Linked DNA regions of Pan troglodytes: region 1 is linked to region 2. A link is a contact called in public HiChIP or PLAC-seq data. All regions are on one chromosome and are shown on one strand. Each heading gives the region's core, a stretch centred on a gene start, on an enhancer-like site or on the middle of the called end of the contact. The rest is flanking DNA. Distances are from core to core; before and after follow the strand shown.

The links. HiChIP or PLAC-seq counts read pairs in DNA pulled down with a chosen protein or histone mark.
Region 1: a contact with region 2 is called in an H3K4me3 HiChIP or PLAC-seq map of stem cell-derived excitatory neurons, with 10 times the contacts expected there. The contact joins two enhancer-like sites. A contact is called at or near these places in 1 of 7 Hi-C or Micro-C datasets (stem cell-derived neural progenitor cells) and 1 of 1 datasets of contacts at active chromatin or transcription factors (stem cell-derived excitatory neurons).

The regions. Positions count from the first base shown.
Region 1 is chr22:36,144,262-36,151,243 of NHGRI_mPanTro3-v2.0_pri, forward strand. The region is part of intron 4 of LOC134809253 (a long non-coding RNA gene); the gene reads right to left. Among named protein-coding and RNA genes, the nearest start is that of MIR802, 290 kb to the right of the region's middle. Within about 2 kb of position 1,595, at least 2 of the 24 cell types and tissues checked have an H3K27ac peak or open chromatin away from gene starts, as enhancers often do. A contact at or near this core is called in stem cell-derived excitatory neurons, where this site is marked.
Region 2 is chr22:35,596,336-35,604,051 of NHGRI_mPanTro3-v2.0_pri, forward strand. RUNX1 (RUNX family transcription factor 1) reads right to left here. Exons shown (of 9, transcript XM_016938507.4): 4 at 3,650-3,903. Among named protein-coding and RNA genes, the nearest start is that of RUNX1, 180 kb to the right of the region's middle. Within about 2 kb of position 5,001, at least 18 of the 24 cell types and tissues checked have an H3K27ac peak or open chromatin away from gene starts, as enhancers often do. A contact at or near this core is called in stem cell-derived excitatory neurons, where this site is marked.

The DNA.
Region 1 (6,982 bases), core at 345-2,844, 540 kb after region 2:
TGTTGTTGTTATAATGCAAATATTTTCCTTTAGAAACCACCTCGTTGTTATAATGCAAATATTTTCCTTTAGAAACCACCTCTCACCCACCCTCAGACTAACCACATTGGCTGGGACTGATCCCACTTATCCCTATTTTCCTATGGGCCCTGACAGCAGCCTGGCCATTCAGAGCAGTCCATGCCTCAGGCCAGACTTGGGCTCAAGAATTGGCATAGCTTTGTGTATATGGAGCCAAGACGTACTTTGAAAAGTACAACGTTGTTTAATAAGTATTTAAGTGCCCTTTTCATCTGCCAATCAATTTATAATAAGGTATTGAAGTACTAGTAAAGTCTAAATTAATGTCATAATATTAAAAATAAAACGAATATGATATTCAAAAATATATCAATGTCTTGGGAGGGTTTTAAACAAGTGTTTTAGAAATACTTTAGAAACAATTATCTGGGCCAGACAGATATAGTGCTTTATGGACTGGGTTGTAGGTTTATGATCGTTACATTATCCGAAGCACCTGATAAATCACAGGGCTGTTTCAGCTCTTTCCAATGGTCACTGAAAACTTTGAGTAGATATAATTATCAATGTTATGCACATTTTCTACATATTGAAAGCACTGGAAGCTCTTCCTACATAAAGTGTCAAAACAGGAAATAGTTTGAAAAATGTGTCAGGCTTCATTTTATTTGATAAAATGCTGTATTTAAATATAATTAAAATAAAAAGTCAAAACCACATTAAAACTGTGTCAATATTTCAGCAAAAGGTGATTTTTTTTCCTCAAAACTCAGAAATCTATCCCATCTCAACTGATGTTCCACGGGCTATACAATATATTTCCTGTATGTAAACAAGTAAAAATAACACCAGCACTTCTCCAGGGCTTCTGTGTCAATATGTTATCAGAAAATGTCACCTATCTCTCTCCCCTCTTGGGCTTATTAAAATGAAATTTGGTAAGTTAAATCAATTAGATGAAAAAATACTTTTTTAAAAAGTTCAATTTTATATTTTAAAATTAGAAGTAAAAAAAATCATATTGTACTTTTGCTATGTTGAAAGCATTGCTCATTTCTTGATAATGAAAAGGGAAACGTTACATCCAGTTTAGAGGGAAAAAAAAAAAAAGATGCTGATGGTGATGCTGACTTAAAATAAATAATCACAAATAGCCACGCATTTGTAGCCCTGCACTTCCAGACTTTCCCTTCATGAAAGCCCTTGGGATTGGGGCCATTTTTAAAGGCTCTGGAGTGACCAGAACATTACCTAATTTCAGAGAGTACAAAATGAAATACTATCTATGAATTCCAATAAGCATCGTCTCTAAAGATGACTTCTCAGAACTGCGGAACTCTTTATGGAGATTTTAGCTGGGATGATGGTGCTTGTAAGTAATCTCACCCCAAAGCAGTTCATTTTCAAGAAGACACTTACATCGCTAATTGTTCTCACTCAGAGAGCTATTTAATGCTCCCAGATCCTCCAGCCCCTCCCCACTGCTCTCCTGCGTTCCAATGCTGTCTTGTCTCCTAATGAGAAGCCTGCAGCATCTATCAGCCCTCCCAGAAGCCCTGTACTCCCACCTCCTGCATGGGAACGTGTAACTGCAGAGGGGGCTCTGAGCAACAAATGACTCTTCCTTAGTGAGGAACGAGATAGACTAAGAGTTCATGGTAAGAAAGCTCAGAAAGTATAAACAGAGCACCTTAAAAAACAATGACCAGCAATTTAGTACAGATAGAAGTAACAGCGAGTTAGTAAGCTCTAAAGCAGAATTGTAAACCCCTATTCTTCAAAAAGCCTAGTACATTCTAAGGAAAAAACTGAATTATCTAAACACTCTAGAAATCTAAAAAAGACAACTCTAAACCAAACTAAATGTTTCTACCCCAAAGAAAAGACAAATGCTGATCTTGGAGAGTTTACATGCTCCTAGAGATCTCTGAGGTTAAAAATTCCCCAAATGATTCATTTTGACCACCTCAATTTTGGTGAGAAAGGAAGAAGACAGCTTACGATATTGAAATTAATGTGCATGGGGAGTATTCATCCTGCATGGAAATCACGTCAAAGAACACCTTAAGTTGTTAATTTCATAGACTTAAAATACTTTAAGCTTCTTAGCATTTATAGGAAAAATTACTACATTTCGTGATAAGCTGAAACTAAAGATTTTCAAGAATTTTCTTGTATGAAAAGAGGAGGAGATTAAAGGTATCTTTCTTGGGATCATGGAAAGTCATCAAATTGATACAAATTGAGTGTTAACTCTTTTTCTGTTCCTTTTATTGTATATCCCCCAGTCATTTATCCTCTTTGTGGTTCAGCGCCCTTCTTTGTGGAATCAAGCTGTTTTGAAAGTGCTTGATTCTCTACCCAGGAAGATAGTGTACATTCTAGGAGTAAGTGAGCCCCCACTGAGAGATGTGTGAATTAGCCCTACTGTGGGATGGCGGACAATGTGTAAACTCTCCTCCAGTACACACACACCTAGTAATTTAGATAATTCTATTAGCCATATGTTGCTAGAGATTTCCCTTTCCCATAAGCAAATCACAACGAAGGGAAAGGTTGTTTGAGCATCAGCCAAAAAAATAAAAATAAAAAATAAAAAAAGAATGTTTATTGATGGTTTTCATTGTGCTAGATTCTGAGACTCCGTGAGATAGCCCATTCCCCCTGGGTTTTACCCGCCAGCCCGGGAGCTATGACACAAATTCCCGGAGATGAACTGAGCAGCCTCAGCTCCGTGTTGGCTGTGAAGGCAAGAGGCACGTGCTCTAGGAATTCCAGAAAGGAGGTGATACGAGGGACCAGGCTGGACAGCAAACAGCATTCTGCAGAAATTATATGACTTTTTTTTAAAGACCTTTTTATCTGGAAATAATTTCAAACTTACAAAAAATTACAAAATACCACAAAGGTCTCCTTTATGTCTTCACCAGATTTCTCAATTATTAACATTTTGTTATTTTTGCTCTGTCATTTTCTACCTTATGAATCATTTGAGAGTAAATTACAGACAAGATGCCTCTCTACTAAACACTTCAGTGTGTATGTCCTAAGAAGGACATGCTCTTACATAAGCTCCGTGCAGTTATCACAGTCAGGAAATGATCATTGACACAATACTCTCATCTAACCTTGGAGATGACTTTTTAACTGCCCCTTTTGCACAGTTTCTCCTATTCCATGGGTTTCTGTGTATTCAAAACAATAAAAAACAACCCTCATTTTTATTTGGGTCTTAAGAGATTCCCAACAGGGAGAGAGGTGGACCTCAAACCATCCAAACCTCAGTCCAAAGAGTCTCCAATAAGATGGCATTCAACTCTCAAAGGAAACACATTTTCAACTCATCATTTAGCCAGCTTCATTTCTCAAAATTCCCTCTGACAGCAAAAGTTTTAACAGTTAAGTTTCTGCCAGAAGAGTTGTCTAGCAGTTGTTCCCGTCCCCTGTTCCTCTGTGCCAGCTTCCTCCCCCTCCCTGTCTGCCCCATGTCTGACACCGAAGCCACATCAGACGCTGGGAGAAGAAGCAGACACACACCCTGTCAACACATCTTTGGCTGCCCGACTCTCAGCACAGTAGTGGCGGGGGGTCACCAGCAGACAGGATGCTTCCCACACGGGGATGATTTAATCCCCAGCGTTTTCATCCAGTGCAAGAGAGAAGCCCGCTGCTTGTGGGCCAGGTGATGGGAATTAGGCAGGAGCCGTGGTAAGAATAAAGGCGCTCCTGAGTGACAGGCATCACCCCTCCTTCACTGGGGTTTTGCCACTGTAAGGCTCAAAATACCCGACAACAAAAAACTTCAGAAATTAATCTGGGATTTTCATTTTAAAAAGACTTTTTGAGCCCTTTTAGGCAGATGCTGAAATCATTTCAACATGCTCTTCCATAACAAGGTTCAGTGTTATTTTAAAAAATTACTTGGAGCAGGGTGTTCATGCTTGGTAACAGATACATTTTAGGACTTGGCTCCTGGGATGGCCTGTTAACCAAATACAATCATGTGATTATTCTAATGACACATCTGGGTCCTTCCAGAAATGTGAAAGAATGAACAATCTAATAACCAATTCCTGGAATAAATCACATGTGCTTTTCCAGAACTTTCTCACAACCTAATACAGTTTTCTTCCATTAACAAAAGGCATAACATTTAGCATTTTCTCTGGCAAACTGAAAGCATAAAGAACCCACAAAAATTAAAAAAGTAAGCATAGAGAAATATTTTATGATCGTTTTATAGTTTTATTTATGATTAGTTGAAATGAGAACTTGGGTCTTTTTTTTTTTTTTTTTTTTTAACAGGATCTCGCTCTCTTGCCCAAACTGGAGTACAGTGGCACAATCTCGGCTCACTGCAATCTCTGTCTCCTAGGTTCAAGCAATTCTCCTGTCTCAGCTTCCTGAGTAGCTGGGACTACAGGCATGCACTACCATGCCCGGCAAATTTTTGTATTTTTAGTAGAAACAGGGTTTTACCATGTTGGTCGGGCTGGTCTTGAACTCCTGACCTCAAGTGATCTGCCTGCCTCGGCCTTCCAAAGTGCTGGGATTACAGGCGTGAGCCACCATGGCCAGCCAAAGACTTAGGTCTAGACACTTTGCTCAAAATGCAACCCAAAGATTAGCAACATCAGCATCACCTGGGATTTGTTAAAATTCAGACTCAGGTCCCACCCCAGGACCCCTGCATCAAAATTTGGATTTTAACAGGATGTCTGAGTGACCTGCACACACACTAAACTGTAAGAAGCCATTTTGTAAACAAGTGTGCCATCCAGGCAAGGCTAAAAGAAGCCACCAGAGAGTGAAGAAAATCCCAACAGAGTTCGCAGAAGAGGTGGGGGCCGCAGTAAACTTAAGGAGTATGAGTATTTTCCAAAGAACCAAAAAACTAATATCCCACTTAATTTATCCAAAATAGAGTTACTAGATATAGCAAATACAAATACAGGGCACCCAGTCAAATTTAAATTTCAGAGCAGCAATGGACAATTTTTTGGGATGTCCCAAGAAGCATTTGGACACATTTTTACCAAAAAATTATTTGTAGCTTATCAGAAATTCTAATTTAACTGCACATTCTATATTTTATCTAGTAATCCTATTTCAGAGACTCTAGATTAAAAAGCAAACTGCAAATATGTCCTTCTGCATGAAGGTTTCCCTAATAGACTTTGACGAATTTTGCTAAAAGAACGGTAGCCTTTTCTTTCCTTAGCTATTTGTATTTGCTTTTGTCTTTTTTCCTTCCTTTCTCCTTCCTTCCTTCCCTTTCCTTTCTTTTCTTTCTTTCCTTTCTTTTCTCCCTTCCCTTCCCCTCCTTCCTTCCTTTCTTTTCTTTTCTTTTCTCTTTCACTCCTTCCTTCCTTCTTTTATGCCCGAAGTTCATCTTATTTCTCATGTGTTCCTGAGACTGTAGCTAACCTATTTTATTCTCTTACCAGAACCCAGGCAAATAAGTGTTAATCTGGAATAGTTCTACTTGTTGTGGCACGAGAACTGCTCACAACTGGAAAAAAATGGTTTTTACTTACTGGGAGCATCCTGTCTAAATTTGTAAACGCGTCCCTCCGTTACCGATAATAAACGACATAGGACTATACCATCCAAATAGCTACCTTCCAAAATTTTAAAGTGCTTAATTATGAAATGACACTTCTAAGTAAGAAAACTTAATAAAACGTAGAAAATATTATACAGTTCAAAAGCAAGATTTTACCTTCTAAGAACAGAATGAAAACAATCAAACAAAAATTCTGAGGCCCAGTGATTTCACTCAAATGAGAAACACAGAAAACAATGAGTAGGGCCAATGTGCAGTAAAAGGCACATTACATTCATGGAAAAGGAAAGAATTCAAGCATGTGTTAAAAGGGCAATAAAATAAAAAGGAGAAAAAAATATAAAAGCCTATTAAGCCACAAGAATGTTTCTTTTGATGCTTATTTTTGTATTAAATAGCAAAAGGATAATGCCATCAATTAACCATGATCTTCATAATAAAACAGAATATTTTACAGTCAAAAAAAAAAAACTTGGAAAACCCAGCTTTTAGTTCCCATGCAACATCCTAAAGTCACTAGAACAAGTGAGTTGCTAATTTTCTTCTCTGCTACAACAACAGAAATAAAATCTGGCAGAGAACAAAACAGTTACCATACCCACAACCAACATCTCTATGCATCTTTTTTTTTCCAGCTGCTATTCATATCAAGTTTAAGAAGCCACCCCATACCTCTCCTAGAAGTCTCTGAAAAATAAAAATAGGCAGAAAAGATGATTACTGAGGACTGTGAGTGGGAAAACCATGTACTCAATTTGTTCCCAAAGTTTTTCAAGAAAGCAAGATGATTTTAATAACATATTTGCACTGATTCCTCTAAAAGAACCATGCACCATAATGAATGCCGAGTAGTGGAGTTGGTGGTGACAGTTGGGTTGGCATTCTTAGACCCAGATGTTCTCAGCCAGCATCAGCTTTGATCTCCCTGACGACCTGCATACTCTTAAGATGCTGGTTTAGAAGATTTTTTGCAGAGTGGAAAATACCAGGGAAAGATGCACAGAGGAGTGCTGAAACCTAAATGCTGTCTTAGGTTGGTCAATTGTACCATCAAAGGAATTGAATTTCTCAGAGATAAGAGTTTTGTGTACACTGTAAGATGAACTTTTCCATTCCTGATCACTAGATGGTGTGAAGGAGTCCAGAATATGCCACCCCAAAATATGCCACTTTAGCATGAGTATTATTTTGAGCTGAAGGCAACTGCGAATCAACAGAAGCAGGGAAAGTTCTCTGCCCTCCCCTTATCTGCCTAAAAACAGGGCATAAATTTCCTCTTGTGAAAGTGTCATATATTCCCCAGTCCCCCTGGACCAGGATGAAAAGAATGACCTTTATCACTGAAGAAATATAATTGACACTGAGATGAGTCTGCATAAACAAATTTTAAAATTA
Region 2 (7,716 bases), core at 3,751-6,250:
ATGTTGGAATTTAAGAAGAAAAAAATTAGAAGTTTAACTCCCACTCCTCTTTTTTTTTTAAATGCAGCAGAATCAACCATATTTGGGCACCTACATATCATTTACTTGGCCTTGTATTGATCTCTGAGGCATTTTTTTTTTGGTGGAGGGGGGTGGGTAAAGGGGAACTATTAAATCCAGGGCAATTCATTAATACTGTATATCGTCCAATTGTTAACAAGCATACTTAAGCCAGGTTTAAAAAGTTTTTTTTTAATTTAAAACTAACATGCGTGCTAATTTGATACAGGTTTTGTCACTGATGGGCAATACGGAGAGAATGTAAAAATATCTAACTTCAAATAGAAAAAAGAAACAACTGGAATGAAAAGCTATAAACAATAGGTAAGGAAACACAAACATTTACATTTTAACACAGACCAAACAGGCAAGAAGGGACTTGCTGGCCAAAGATATCTCATATTTTGTTTTACTTCTCTGTTTTTAAAGTATCAGGAAGTTGGGCCAAATATCAACTCTCTTCTATATTACATGGACCTCCCAATACTGTTTTTGGCTAGCCTGTTCACAGTCCAAACTGGCATTTTAAACCAATTCTAATTAGGTTGAAATTACAGTTACAATTCATTTACTTCAAATCCGTTAACCTTCCAGTGTTGCAAAGAAGGCTGTGGAGTGGAACACAGAATTCAGCTGAGATGATATTTAAGGCATAGCTAGGGACTGTGATCTTGCCGACAAAAATATTACTTATTTCCTTTTTATGAAAAGAATATTATCATCAGAATCCAAGACCTCTGAACTTCCCTGCTGAAGGCATGTTTACGTCTTTGGACTCTGGTGTACCAGGGCCTGAACAAGCTATAACACCATGGTATTACCAAATACATCCTAAGTCATCAAAACAGCTTTTTAGGCTAATTCTGTAAGTACAGCAAAACACACAGCAAACTTAAGGTTTTCTTAGTAGTAAAAAACATGTATCTCTCATACTGTAAAAAATAAAGGTGTTCCATGGGAGGGAAGGAGTAGGGGGAGAAGAGGTTGGGGCTCAAAATAAGCAAGTAGGGTTATTGTAATCTATTTTAAAGAAAATTCATAATTTTAAATCTCTCTTTAGTTCAGAAGATTGATGTAGAAGATTTACCTACAGAACTTCAGGAGATTCCTAAGAAGGCCTTCAATGCTCTTTTCATCAATATCATCAGGCCTTATCATTGTTTCACATTTGCTTCTCTTTACCATAGGGAATATAATAATTATTTACTGGTTAACTTCCTAGGGAGGTTGCCTGCGGCTTATTTAAGATCCAAATTTTAAAGTAATAATTTCTGTTGAAGCTGCTTGGGAGGTGGTTGGGTGGGCAGATAGAGTGAAGCCAGGGACACACACTAAATGAGCCCGGGATGTAGGCAGGTTTTGATGTTTTACTTGCTTTTATCCCTAACATTTTATCCCTTCACGTTTACTGTCTCACTGAACATTTTGTCTACTCTTCTAGTTATGCAGTGAGCAGGTCTCCTCCAGGAAGAAGCCTCTTTTTATGAGGATTGGGGTGGTGACAGACAATAATCAAATGGTCTGATTTCTCTGCTATCCTTTCCTTTCCCCTAAATGTTCTCAGGGGATCTGCTTGAACTTTTTTCAAGAGATCTGTATTTGGATTTTTAGTGGCCTATAGATTATCACTCAATAAAACAAATTAATTGTTTTTAAGTGAATTGCCAAAAGTCATTTTAAAAAGGAAACTCTATGGTTATTATGGTTTCTGCTAGAAAGAATTCTGACAGCTCATAAAAGCAATATGTATAATTTTTCATTTTTTAGAAGAAAATAAATACTTTCATGTAATGGCTTGAGACTCTGAATTGCTCCAATTCCTGAAGATTATTTATTAATCATTTAGTCTTTTGATATATTTGAGTGTGGGTTCCCTGGCAGAGGAGGGAGTTCAGAAGAGACCCTGATTTCCCCCCCTCCAAAGGAAGCCACAAATCTCTTAGAGCCCTAGTGCATTGGGGCAGCCAGGTTTTAATGGCCTTTGGTGGTTATCAGCCCGTCTTGCCTCTGCTCTTTATCTGATAGTGACCCCATGGCCCAACCCTGTTGGGTCCCCTCTCAATGCGGGTGCCCTAAAGAGTCATCGCTGAGTCCATTTACGCAAAGGGTTAGAATGATTTAAAAGTAAAATGGTCTCCCAAACCCAAATCTAAGTAAACGGAGGGAAGGAAAAAAGAGTCAAGCAAGCCACCACGTTCCTTCTCCTCATTTCCACCCCCACTAAAAAACAAAACAAAACAAAAAAACTGCTTTTAGAAAAGTGAGTGGAAAAAGAGGCGAATCTATAGACACAGCCAACCGCAAATTTCGTTTTGTTTTAGAAATCACAATCTAAGTGTGGAAACTGTATAAAGCTTAATAAAAATAACCGCAACAATACTTTTTTAAAAAGTGAATATTCGTCGTTGTAATAAGATCAAGACCCAGCTGAGGCTTGGAACTATTAAAAGCTTATATTAAATTAATCTCCCCTTAAAGGGGACAATTATTTAAACTTTTTTTTTAGTAGCTTATCTTTACACTTGGAACCACCTGCCTTGATTCGCCCTTTAAATGAACAGGAAATGACCCGCACTGATTTTACTTAGTCGCATCTTTTCAAACCCACCAAAGACAAAACAGAATCTCCACTGCAGAAATTAAATTCCTACTGCTTGCTGCTAGGGTAGTAGGGTGATTGTTTAGAAACGCCTGGGGTTGTTTTCATACCCCTGTTGAAGGTCAAGGTTTTTAAAGGCAGCTCAAAGCTTTGGGGATGATCAGGGGTGAAAAGTGAAGGGAGATCTTTGGAGCCGCCGCGCTGAAGTCTCTGGCTACGCGCCGCCCCCTCTCCTCTAGCAGGAAAGCGGGCCGCTGGGACCCCTGGCTCTCCGAAAACAGCCTCGTCACCTTTCGCTACCCCGGGCTTAATCTAGGTGAGCTGATGATAGCATTCAGAACGGTTCCGGGAAAAGAAACAAGATTCGATACTTGCGGCTTCTGGCAGGAGCAGGCTAAAAAGCTCAGAGAACTCTTCAGAAAACTTGTGCAAACTTAACTACGCCCGCTGTGGACTTTGGACATGCTAATTCCTATAGGGCGGTTAGAGAAAAGGAAAAAAAAATCCCTGACAGTTTCCCTTGTTAGTTTCTTTTCACTGACTTGAAGGCAGAAAAGTCTTACTATTTTATTTCCTGATCCTTTCATCTGAGGAAGACAAAATGGTTTGGGTGTTAATCCAGCGGTAGGGGCAGCAGTAAGTTAGCAGACGGGCTGTCTCTGCCGGGCTGGGTTATAACTTTTCCTACTTTGTATCAAAGCTAAGGCCCCTGCCAGGGAGGTCCCGACCGGCTCCCAGTGGATATCTTTGGGGAAACCCTGATGTTTTCAGCCCTCCTAGGAGGCCGCCCCAAAAAGCTGAGACGAGTGCCTCCCGAGGGTCGCCACGGCAACACAGCATCCCCCACATCCCAAGCTAGGAAGACCGACCCGGGGCTGCGGGGGCCCCTTTCCAGAATCCGGCCCCGCCCGCCTGGCCGCTGCCCTCGCGGATCTCCCCCGGCCTCGCCGGCCTCCGCCTGTCCTCCCACCACCCTCTCCGGGCCAGTACCTTGAAAGCGATGGGCAGGGTCTTGTTGCAGCGCCAGTGCGTAGGCAGCACGGAGCAGAGGAAGTTGGGGCTGTCGGTGCGCACCAGCTCGCCCGGGTGGTCGGCCAGCACCTCCACCATGCTGCGGTCGCCGCTCCTCAGCTTGCCGGCCAGGGCAGCGCCGGCGTCCGGGGCGCCCAGCGGCAACGCCTCGCTCATCTTGCCTGGGCTCAGCGCGGTGGAAGGCGGCGTGAAGCGGCGGCTCGTGCTGGCATCTACGGGGATACGCATCACAACAAGCCGATTGAGTTAGGACCCTGCAAACAGCTCCTACCAGACGGCGACAGGGGCGCGGATCTTCAGCAAGCAGCTCCCGGGAGACCAACATACACGTTCAGGCGCCTTTATTACTGCGGGGGGTGGGGGGGGGGGCGGGGGTGGTTAGGGGAGGAGGGAGACTAAGTTACTAACAGTCCAGGAGGGGAAAACGTTCTGGTTCTGCGGATCGGCCTCCGACCCAGGATGGGATCCTAGCAACCGATTGCTTAGTGCATTAAAAAGTGGAGACTATCTTCTTCGAATCTTGCTTGCTGAGGTTAAGTTCTGTCTTTGGCTGTCAGAAAAGTTCCTGAAGGCAAAATTCTCATACACTTCCTAAAATATTTATGTGAAGAGTAAAACGATCAGCAAACACATTATTTGGAAGTTCCAGTAGTTAATGCCTGTCAGTTTTTTGCAGGTGAGTTTTGTCTAAAGTCCCAACAGAACACAATTATCTCCCGTAACAAGGCCACTTTTATCATGCAAAACTGGCTTCAGTCCCGAAAAGCAAGAGCTGCGACTTCCAAAGGTCGTGCTACTAATGTATGTGCACGTATATATAAATATATACATATGCTCTACTTCATAAAATATTTACAATACAATCTGTGGAGAATTTAAACACCACAGAAATCCATTACTGTACGCTGCAGATTTTTTTAAGTAGCCTTGAAAATCAGCTTCAGTAGTTGGAGCAGTGCTGAGCTAGAAGTACGTGTCATGTTCTCTGTTCTCTCAATGAATTCTGTCAAAACGCTCAGTGCAGAAAATTCAGCGTTTCAGAGATCTTCAGCTAATCTTAAAACAACAATCATAAGAAGGCCCAGTCGATGACACTCAGGGTACTACAGCTCTCCCACATCTGTGAACTCGGGTTTGGGTATGTTGGTTAAGTTTGTGGATGGTCCTCTGGTTTGTTGGGAGTTGAGCAGCCGCAGAGTCACACACATGCAAACACGCACTCTTCGGAAGGCAGCCACTGTCTACATCAGCTGGGTGACTCAGCCCTGACTCGGGCAGCAGCGAGACGATACTCCTCCACCGTCGCCCAGCACCCGCCGGTTAGCTGCTCCGAGGCACGAACACCCACGAGCGCCGCGTAACCGCAGCAGGTGGAGCGGGCCTTGAGGGAGGGCTCCGCGGCGCAGATCGAAACAGATCGGGCGGCTCGGGTTACACACGCACGCACATCCTGCCACGCACCCTGCCACGCACACGCAACTTCACGGCTCGCCTCGGACCACAGAGCACTTTCTCCCCCTGTTGTAAAAGGAAAACAATCGGGGAAAAGTTCGCAGCCAGGAAAGAAGCTGAAAACATCCAGCCAAGAAGCCAGTTAATTCAAAAGGAAGAAAAGGGAAAAACAAAAAAATAACAAAAAAAAGGAAGGTCCAACGCAGGCCAAGGAGAAGCAGCAGAGGTTGACTTCCTTCTGGCGTCCCTAGGAGCCCCGGAAAGAAGTGCCTGGCGGCGCAGGGCCGGGCAGCGTGGTGCCCTGGCTGGGTCCGGCCGCGGGGCGCCCGTCCCGCCCGCGCCCGCTGGCTCTATGAATGAGAGTGCCTGGAAATGAACGTGCTTTTACTGTAAGCCCGGCCGGAGGAATTCCATTCCCTCAGCTCGTTTGCATAGGGGCGGCCGTGGCCAATCACAGGCCTTTCCGGTATCAGCCAGGGCGCGGCTCGCCGCCGCCGGCCCCTGGAATTGGCCCGCGCGCCCCCGCCGCCGTGCCGCGCGCTACTGTACGCAGCCCGAGCGGGGAGTCGGAGGCCACCCCCGCGCCCCGCATCCAAGCCTGCATGCTGGCCCGGGGCCCCGCCCGCGTGCGGACCTCTTTCCGCAGCCACACGCAGGCTTGTGCGGTTCCGCGCGTGGCCACGGTCCGGAGACCTGGAAAAAGAAAGCAGGCCCCGCCGGCCCGAGGAGGACCCGGCCGGCGCGCCGCACCCGGAGAGGCCTGGCCCCGCGAGCCGCTGCAGGCAGGCGCAGTGGCCGCCACGAGGCTCCCGAACCGGGGCTGCAGCCCGCGGACGGCCCCAGATCCTGCGCGGCCGCCCAGGGCCAGGCCTCCGCTTCCAGGGCGGGGGTGCAATTTGGCCGCGGGGCCCGGGGGAGCCACTCCGCGCTCCTGCACCGTCCGGCTGGCAGCTGCGGCGAAGCGGCGCTGATTCCTTGCATGAGGCCGGACGGCATCCGCGCGTGCCGTTTGCTCTCAGCGTCTTCCCTCGGGTCGGTTTCTGTAATGGGTGTTTTTTACCGCTGCGCCCGGGCCGCGGCTCGATCCCTCCGCGCGCCTCACTTGCTGCGTGCGCCAGCGGCCCGCGAGGAGTTTCCTAGTCACGAAAGACCCCAAGAACGCGCGGCTGGAAGGAAAGTTGAAAGGAGCCGCGCGGCTCGCTCCCGGGCCTTGTAGCGCCGGCACCCGCAACAGCTGGACAGCCTGCCCGGGCCCCGCGTCTCCCCTCCGGCTCCCCGGAAGCGGCCCCCGCTCCTCTCCCCGCCCCCGCGCGCTCGAGCGGCCCCAGGTGCGGAACCCACCCCGGCTTCGCGTGCGGGCGGCCGCTTCCCCCTGCGCCGGTCCCCGCGGTGCTGCGGGCATTTTCGCGGAGCTCGGAGGGCCCCGCCCCCGGCCCGGCGTGCGCTGCCAACTCCGACCCCACCCGGCGGGGCTCCCTCCCAGCGGAGGCTGCTCCCGTCACCATGAGTCCCTCCACGCCCTCCCTGCCGGGCCCTGCACCTCCCGGGGCCTCTCATCCACCCCGGGGCTGCAACCCAGTCCCCGGATCCCGGCCCCGTTCCACCGCAGGCTGTTTTGTGGTCCCCGCGGAGCCCCTCAATTAAGCTCCCCCGCGCGGGGGTCCCTCGCCGACCTCACAGGGCCCATGACGCCCGCTCCTCCCTCCCCCAGGGCTAGGGTGCTGTGGCCGCTGCCGCGCAGGGACTGTCCCCGGGCGTTGCCGCGGGCCCGGACGCAGGAGGGGGCCGGGGTTGGCTGGCGTGGAGGCCTTTCCCGGGCGGGCCCGGACTGCGCGGAGCTGTCGGGACGCGCCGCGGGCTCTGGCGGACGCCAGGGGGCAGCAGCCGCCCTCCCTGGACGCCGCGCGCAGTCCCCGGTGCTCCCGGCACGCCCCCGACGGCGCGGGGCTGTGCGGCCCGCCTCGTGGCCTTCGGGTCGCCCGGGAAGAACTAGCGTTCGAGGATAAAAGACAGGAAGCCGCCCCAGAGCCCACTTGAGCTGGAACGGCCAAGGCGCGTTTCCGAGGTTCCAATATAGAGTCGCAGCCGGCCAGGTGGGGACTCTCGGACCGGGACTCCCCGCTGTGCGGCCCGGTCGGGGTCTCTTCCCGAAGCCCCTGTTCCTGGGGTTTGACTCGGGCCGCTCTTGGCTGTCTGTGCTTCAGGAGCCCGGGCTTCCGGGGCTAAGGCGGGCGGCCCGCGGCCTCAACCCTCTCCGCCTCCGCTCCCCCTGGGCACTGCCAGCACCCGAGTTCAGTTTTGTTTTAATGGACCTGGGGTCTCGGAAAGAAAACTTACTACATTTTTCTTTTAAAATGATTTTTTAAAGCCTAATTCCAGTTGTAAATCCCCCCCTCCCCGCGCCCAAACGTCCTCTTTCTAACTCTGTCCCTGAGCAGAGTGCATCGCGCGCGCCCGCCCGCCCGCAGGGGCCGCAGCGCCTTTGCCTGCGGGTTCGGACGCGGCCCGCTCTAGAGGCAAGTTCTGGGCAAGGGAAACCTTTTCGCCTGGTCTCCAATGCACTTCCCCGAGAT